2 separate regions of the Ovis aries genome follow, and region 1 is linked to region 2. Evidence: chromatin contacts called from public Hi-C data. All regions are on one chromosome and are shown on one strand. Each heading gives the region's core, a stretch centred on a gene start, on an enhancer-like site or on the middle of the called end of the contact. The rest is flanking DNA. Distances are from core to core; before and after follow the strand shown.

Region 1 (3,566 bases), core at 729-3,228, 990 kb after region 2:
AGTCCTTCCGATGAATATTCAGTGTTGATTTCTTTTAGGATTGACTGGTTTGCTGTTTTTGCAGTCCCAGGGACTATCAAGAGTCTTCTCCAACACCACAGTTCAAAAGCATTAATTCTTCAGTACTCAGACTTCTTTATGAAGGTCCAACTCTCGCATCCATACATGACTACTGGAAAAACTACAGCTTTGACTATATGGACCTTTGTCGCGAAGTGATATCTGCTTTTTAATATGCTGTCTAGGTTTGTCAGAGCTTTTCTTCCAAAGAGCAAGCATCTTTTAACTTTATGGCTGCAGTCACCATCTGCAGTGACTTTGGAGCCCAAGAAAATAAAGTCTGTCACTGTTTCCTTTGTTTCCCCATCCATTTGTCATGATGTAATGGGACCAGATGCCATGATCTTAGTTTTTTTGTGTCTCCTACATTGCAGGTAGATTCTTTGCCCAGTGACCCATTGGGGAAGCCCGTGAGAGATTTAATTTTCTCTTAATTAACAATAATCTTTTAGCGTTCAGATAACCTGCTCCTCCCTGCAAACGTGTATATAGTCTGGCTCCTCCCCAGCTTCCTTGAAGTCAGCTCTCTTGGGGTCACCTGAGATACTGTCTCCTGGGCTGAGTCCTAACATTTCCACCAAATAAAACCTAACTCTCAACTTTTAGGTTGCGTATATTTGTTTAATCGACAGTTCACCTGCATCCTTTTGCTTCTGTTTCCTAGCATCTCTTTGAGTGACATCACCAGTTCTGTGACTGTGATGATAAGAAGAGACGCGTGTCCTACATTCCCCTGCTCCCATACAGGCCAAGCTTTTCTGGGGTTCCTGTCTGTGCTCTTTGCTTGAAGGCAGAGCATTCTGAGCCTCAAGTTGGAAGGGCCTGCATCCCTGAAACTCCTCATGGAAGAGCATCACCAACCCTTATCTAGGCTTTTCCACGGGAAAGAAAGAAAAAATTTCTTGTGTGAGTTTTTTTTTTAACTTTTTATTTCATATTGGAGAGTATAGCAAAGCTGTAATAGATAGATTCAGGTGAACAGCAAAGCCACTCGGCCATATATATACCTGTACCCATTCCCCCCCAGACTCCCTTCCCATCCAGCCTGCCACATCACATCGAGCAGAGTTCCCTGTGCTATACAGCAGGTCCTGGCTGGTTGCGGTGTATGTGTGTTCAGTCGTGTCCGATTCTTTGTGATCCCCTGGACTGTAGCCCACCAGGCTCCTCCACCCATGGGATTTTCCAGGTAAGAATACTGGAATAGGTTGCCGTTCCCTCCTTCAGGAGATCTGCCCTATCCAGGGATCAAAACTGCATCTCCTGCACTGGCAGGCATATTCTTTCCCACTGAGCCGCTGGGAAGACCCTTTGTTGGTTATCTATTTTAAATATAGCCATGTGTACATATCCATCCCAAACAGCCTAACTATCCTTTCCCTCCACTCACCCCAGCAACCATAAATTTCTTCTCTAAGTCTGTGAGTCTCTTTCTGTTTCACAAATAAGTTCATTTTATCATTTCTGTTCGATTCTGCATATAACAGATGTCATACGGTATTTCTCAGAAAGAAAATTTCTTAATTGTTTTGGAGGAATTTGTCATTATACATGAATGTGATAGGCAGTGACATCATACCTACTCTGGAGCCTGAAGAGGACAAATCCTCTACTTCCCCACCACGGCAGGTTCATGGGAAGTCTGTGAGTATGGTCTTCTTCCCTGGCCTCCACATCCTGGGGAACAAAGCCCACTGCAGGTTCACACCCTGGGCTTGCTGCCTTTCCTGCAAGCCAGCCTCCCCAAGCCCCCTTAGTCAGTTCTATTTTCCAAGCCCCACCCTTCATCGCCCCAGTGACTCTGAACCCTCAACATCCTTTTCAAAACTTTCCTTTTTGCACAAGAGAGCCAGGGGCGGTCTCTGGCTTCCCACCAAGACCCCTGACTAATATGCTTGATATCAGCAGGGGAAAAATGTTTACACATACTTTGTCTGTTGTCAGCCAAGCCGGCCACCCCTCCTCCCCGCAACTCGATGGGATGCTGAGGCCAAGCGGCACGCCCTTGGCAGGAACACAGGCTTGTAAATTTACGACAGTCCAAACAGCCTGGCCTGGTCATCATTTGGCCACGAAGTGCGTGTTGGCAGAGAAGCGCCGGTGAAGGCGTTGCTGAATTCCATGAGCAGCGTCTGATTTCTGAGTGTCAGTGATAGGACCTGATTCCACTAGGAGAAAGGGCAGGGGAGCTCACACCGCCACTCTGAAAATGGCAGGCATGGAGGTGAGCCTTGGTGACCCCTTGACGGCCGGTTTGGTTCCAGTTTCGTTACATGAATCACCCTGCGATGGTGTTACCGACATGAGTCTGGAGGCGGTGTGGATGACCCCTCGCCCCACCAGCTGGTTCTCCTCCTGCCCCTCGGCCCCTGATCGGAAAGACAGCCTTGCTGTTGTTGCTGTTTACTCTTTGCAACCCCGTGGACTGTAGCCTGCCAGGCTCCTCTGTCCATGGGATTTCCCAGGGGCAAATATACTGGAGTGGGTTGCCATTTCCTCCTCCAGCGGATCTTCCCAACCCAGGGATCAAACGTGGATCTCCTGCATTGCAGGTGGATTCTTTACCGCTGAGCCACCTGGAAGCCCAAAAGACAGCCTGGTTCTGTGTCAGATAAGACAATGCCAACTTCAGGAACAAGCAAATCCAGAATCGCCGATGCCCACCCACCACTTCTAGCTCACACAGACCCCAAATTGTGGTCATACTCACACAGATCTCTGTGTGGTGACCAGGACCAGGGTACCTTCAACCAACTGACCTCTCTCAAGCCAGCAGGCGGGCCCTCGAGGAAACGGCTGCTGCTGAGGGGTGATTCCCAGGTCAAGACTGGAAGCATCACGTTCGATCCACTCACTTCCATCAGCCACACCCACATGCGTGGAAAGCCCTGTGGCCGCCGAAGGACAGGAAACCCTGGGCCCTCGAAGAAAGGAGAGACAGGACCATCAGCACTCCTGCTCCATGGACCCCCAGTCACTCCCCGGCCACGCAGCCTAAGCAGCATGTGTCCGACAGGACCAGCAGCACTCCCCCCCCATGGACCCCCAGTCACTCCCCGGCCACCCAGCCTAAGCAGCATGTGTCCCACAGGACCAGCACGTTCATGGCCACCTGCCTTACACCCCGGAGCCAAGTCCAGGACAGGATGAGAAATGTATGACCCCAACTGATGGCTCTGATTTCAGTGCAGGGAAATATACAAGCCTTTTTTTTTTTTCTTAGATGCCAGAGGATGAGCCACTGGGATGCTCACACGATGGTGTCCACCTCGATCAACCACACCCTCAGGGAAGCCAGCTGACCCCTCACTGCCCTGAGACTATGGAGAAATTGGAGCCTCCTTCACTGTCTCCACCCAAACAAAGTATAAGAAAGGAAACTGCTATGCTCGTGCACTGGCTCAAAGAGTCCCCTTCGCCACTGTGATGCCGACACTGGCAGGAAGCTGTCTCACCTGAAGACTGCCTTCTTCCTTCTCTCTAGAGGGCTGTTTGCCAGCTGCTTC
Region 2 (3,600 bases), core at 697-3,196:
GGGGCAGAATGCAGGAAGGTTTCTCCCACACCAGCCTGGAAGAGACCTGGCCTTCCCCTGGTGGGGGTCTCTCCTGGCAGGGGCAGCAACCTCTGCTCTTTATCGGCTGGGTCAGACGCCAAGGCCCTGCAGTCTCTGGGGCTCCAGACTAAGGGGCCACATCCCCTGCCTAGTGCCTCCCACAGGGTGTGGGGCCGGGGGACCCCCTGGTGTTGGGGAAGCCAGAGGGGCAGACAGAGGAGGAGGCATGGAGGTGCAAACCGGGAGGAATGTACCTGACCCGCTCCCTTCGGGTGGGCATCGAGAAGCTTCACAACAGCACTGGGTCTGATGAATGAACTTGACTGGGCCAGGAGCTCCATGTCCTGATGGTGGGGGCCTGAAGAGCCTGGTTCTACTGCCACCCAGCCCAGACCTAGAGATTTGATGCCCTCAGAGCCTGCACCCCAAGAGGGGATTCAGGACACCCCAAGCCCCAGAGATGGGTAAAGGCACCCGAATTTCAGAGCAGTTTGGCTGGGAGGAAGCGGCTCTGGGGGTCCCTCGAGTGCAGCCAGCACGGACTGTGGCTGTGCCCTCCCAGATGACTGCAGGGGGACCAGGGCAGCTGGGTGGGGGCGGCCAGAGACGGTTCCTCACCCAGAACCTGTGGCCAAGTCCTGCCAACCACGGGGCTGTGGATGCCCCCCAAATGCTTGCACTGGCCTGAAATCCACCTGGAGCTCGAGAATGCTAATAGCCTGGGAGCGGAGCCCTGCCAGCACCCTTCTAGGAGACTACTGAGGGCCAGGTGCAGAGGCAGGGAGCCCAAGTGAGGGCAACTGCAGGGTGGAAGCCTCAGAAGGAATCTGCTTAATCCATCAGCCCCCATGTGCCCACACCTGGCCTCCCCGGGCCTGGGGGTGGAGACTCATAAAGTGTGATCTAAATCTTCCAAGTCCCAAGGAGGAGGCTCCAAGCCTGGCGGACTGAACGGGGGAGGGGACGTGGGAAGAGGCCACTGCGCAGCCCCTCGGTATGGTTTCCAAGCCAGTGGGACACAGCTGATACTGGGCGGGGGGAAGCGCAGGATAAGGTGGTGGGGCTACATCCGAGCCTGCGAATTGTGTGGGACACCTCATCAGGTTCAGGACGAGGACAAGGGTGGCAAGGCAAGGCTGGCCGTCCTGGGGGTGGAAGGGAACAGGAAATAGGGCCAAGGTCCATGCTTAGTGGAGGGTTGGGGGTCGGTTCCCTTGTTCCTCAACATCCTCAACGAAGCAAACTCGAAACCACCAGCTTTCCGGGGCGCCCACACTCCGCAGCTCCGTCCTTTTCTCTGTTGTGGGTGCGCACCTCCCACCCCCGCCACTCCCACTGGGAACGCACGCGGGATGCCCAGCTCTGGGCGGCTGCGACTGCTGTCCCATCCGCCTCAGGGGCCTCTTTGGGGCTGCACGTAGTCGGGGACAGGGCTTCGGCCAGGTAAGCCGCCAACCTCCGAGGGTTCCTGCGACTGCGGCGGGCTCCCGGCGCACGCAGCCCAGGAGGGACCCAGCGCGCCTCTCCCAGATCCGGGTGGGCGCGCGTCAGACACTCAGCCTACGACCCAGCCTCAGCTTTCCTGCCCAGGAAATGGGTCCAGGGCGTCCGGGTTCCCGCAGGCGCCCTGATGGGGTCTCCCCGGGCCGCGGGAGCCCGCCTCCCGGCCGCACACTCACCACTCCCAGGCTGAGGTCCTCCGCGTGGGGCGCGGGCGCCGCGTAGCCCCCACGAGCGGCCAGCGCGAGCAGCAGCAGCGGCAGCGGCGGGACCCCGGCCCGGGGGAACGGCGGGCCGGGTCCCCGGGCGGCGCGGCGCCGCATCGCGCTCAAAGGGCGGGCGGCGCAGCGGTGGCAGTTCCCCCGCGCCCGTGCGCCCCGCGCCCGCGCCCGGCTCCCAGCCCGACTGAGCCCAGCGCCGCCTCCCAGCGGCGGGGCGGGACATGCTAATATATGCTAATGACCGCCGGCGGCGCTCGCCCCGCCCCTCCTTAAAGGGTCCGCGTCCCGCTCCAGCCAGAGTCCCGCGCCCCCGAGAGGATGCTCAGATTCCGCACACGCCCCCGCCCGGCGAATCCACACGGGCACCTTGGCTGTAGCGGCCCGAAGGAAGGCACTTCTCAAGTGTCCCCAGACGGCCCCGGGGGAAGCGGAGGCCTGCTGGCGGGAGCACAGAGTCCGGAGCTCGGGGCCGCCCGCCGGGGGACGGACCCGTCCTCTCCCTTCAGACTGCGCGAACGCGGACCTCGAGCTGAGCACGGATTCGCGGTCACTGGTGGGGACCCGGAGCGGCAGCCGCACAGCGCCCGGCGAACGCTTGGGGGAGCCTTTGCACCGTGGTAGAAAGGAGGTGGGGGCTGGGTGGGCTTGAGCGGTGGGGGTCGGGTGAGGGGCAAGGTGCGAGAATGGGAGGGGTCGGCGTAGGGGTGGGCACCGAGAGGGGGTCGGGGGGTGGGCGAGGGGGAGGAGCCGGGTTGCGGTGAAGCTAGGGCGGGGGGATCTTGGGAGGGGCTGGGATGAGAGCTGGGGCGGTGGGACCGACTCTGGTGGGGTCTGGGAGCTACTGGGGGTCAGCGAAGACCCGGGGTTGCGCTTATTGAGGATGTGGGGAGGGCAATGTTAGTAGCTGAAGTCTGCTGAGAGGTTAGTGTGTGCCGTGCACTAGTTAATCGCCTACCGTATATACCCGTTTACTTCTCACAACATCTTTCGAGATAGAAACTATCATTCCATTTTTCAAATGAGGAAACTGAGGCCTCAGAGGAATAAACTAACTTGTGGGAGGTCACAGAGCCAAAGGATCAAAGGATCCCCAGGGCATGTGGGGGCCAAGGTTCCAATGTAAATATCCCTACACCTCAGTTACAATTCCTACAACCTCTCCCCTCCCACGCCCCACCCCCACTCTCAGCTCCTGCTGTCGATTGTGGTCCAGTTCTAGAGGCCCAGGCACTTCTGAACCCACGTCCCCCAGTCTGAGGGAAGCGGTGGCCCCTCCACTGAAGTGTGGTCTGGGTTTCAGGGCAGAGTCCCCTCCCTACTGGCTCCCCTCTGGGAAGGTCTTGCTTATCCTACTCCCCGCCAACCCTCACCCTTACTCTCAGAGCCTCAGTGGCCTGTTCTGGAGCATGGAGACTCTGCACCTGCTCAGAAGACCATTATATTGTTCTGCTGAGATCAGATTCAGCAAGGACCCTTCCCTGACCATTCACAGGCATACCCCCCAACTTTGCTCAAGCGCTAGTGGCAAAAACCTAGCTCACACTGGCTCTGGTCAGGGAAAGGAAATCTATAGGCTCAGTAAACTGGGGCATTTCGGAGCACACTGACGTCAGGCAGGGCTGGATCAAGTTGCACAAAGACGTGATCAGAATACGGTTTCTTTTTCCATCTCTGTGTTGGCTTCATCCTCAGGCAACATTTCTCCAAATGGCAGCAAAGGCAGTTTAGCAAACCCAGCAGACTGACTCTTAAGCCACAGTTCTGAGGCCATCTCTCATTGGATGCTGTGGACCATGTGCCCAGCCCTGAACCAACCTTGTGGTCAGGGGATGGAAGTGAGTAGAACCGCCTGCCCTGG

The links. A called contact is a pair of places that touch in the nucleus more often than the background predicts.
Region 1: a contact with region 2 is called in a Hi-C map of tail adipose tissue, with 6 times the contacts expected there. The contact joins the enhancer-like site here to the promoter of MMP17 in region 2. A contact is called at or near these places in 4 of 16 Hi-C or Micro-C datasets (hypothalamus, muscle and tail adipose tissue).

What each region holds. Positions count from the first base shown.
Region 1 is chr17:46,301,218-46,304,783 of ARS-UI_Ramb_v3.0, forward strand. No RefSeq gene overlaps it. Among named protein-coding and RNA genes, the nearest start is that of ADGRD1, 35 kb to the left of the region's middle. Within about 2 kb of position 1,979, at least 5 of the 54 cell types and tissues checked have an H3K27ac peak or open chromatin away from gene starts, as enhancers often do. A contact at or near this core is called in tail adipose tissue, where this site is marked.
Region 2 is chr17:45,311,556-45,315,155 of ARS-UI_Ramb_v3.0, forward strand. It overlaps MMP17 (matrix metallopeptidase 17), which reads right to left and starts at 1,947. Exons shown (of 10, transcript XM_027956387.3): 1 at 1,701-1,947. The coding sequence starts at 1,844.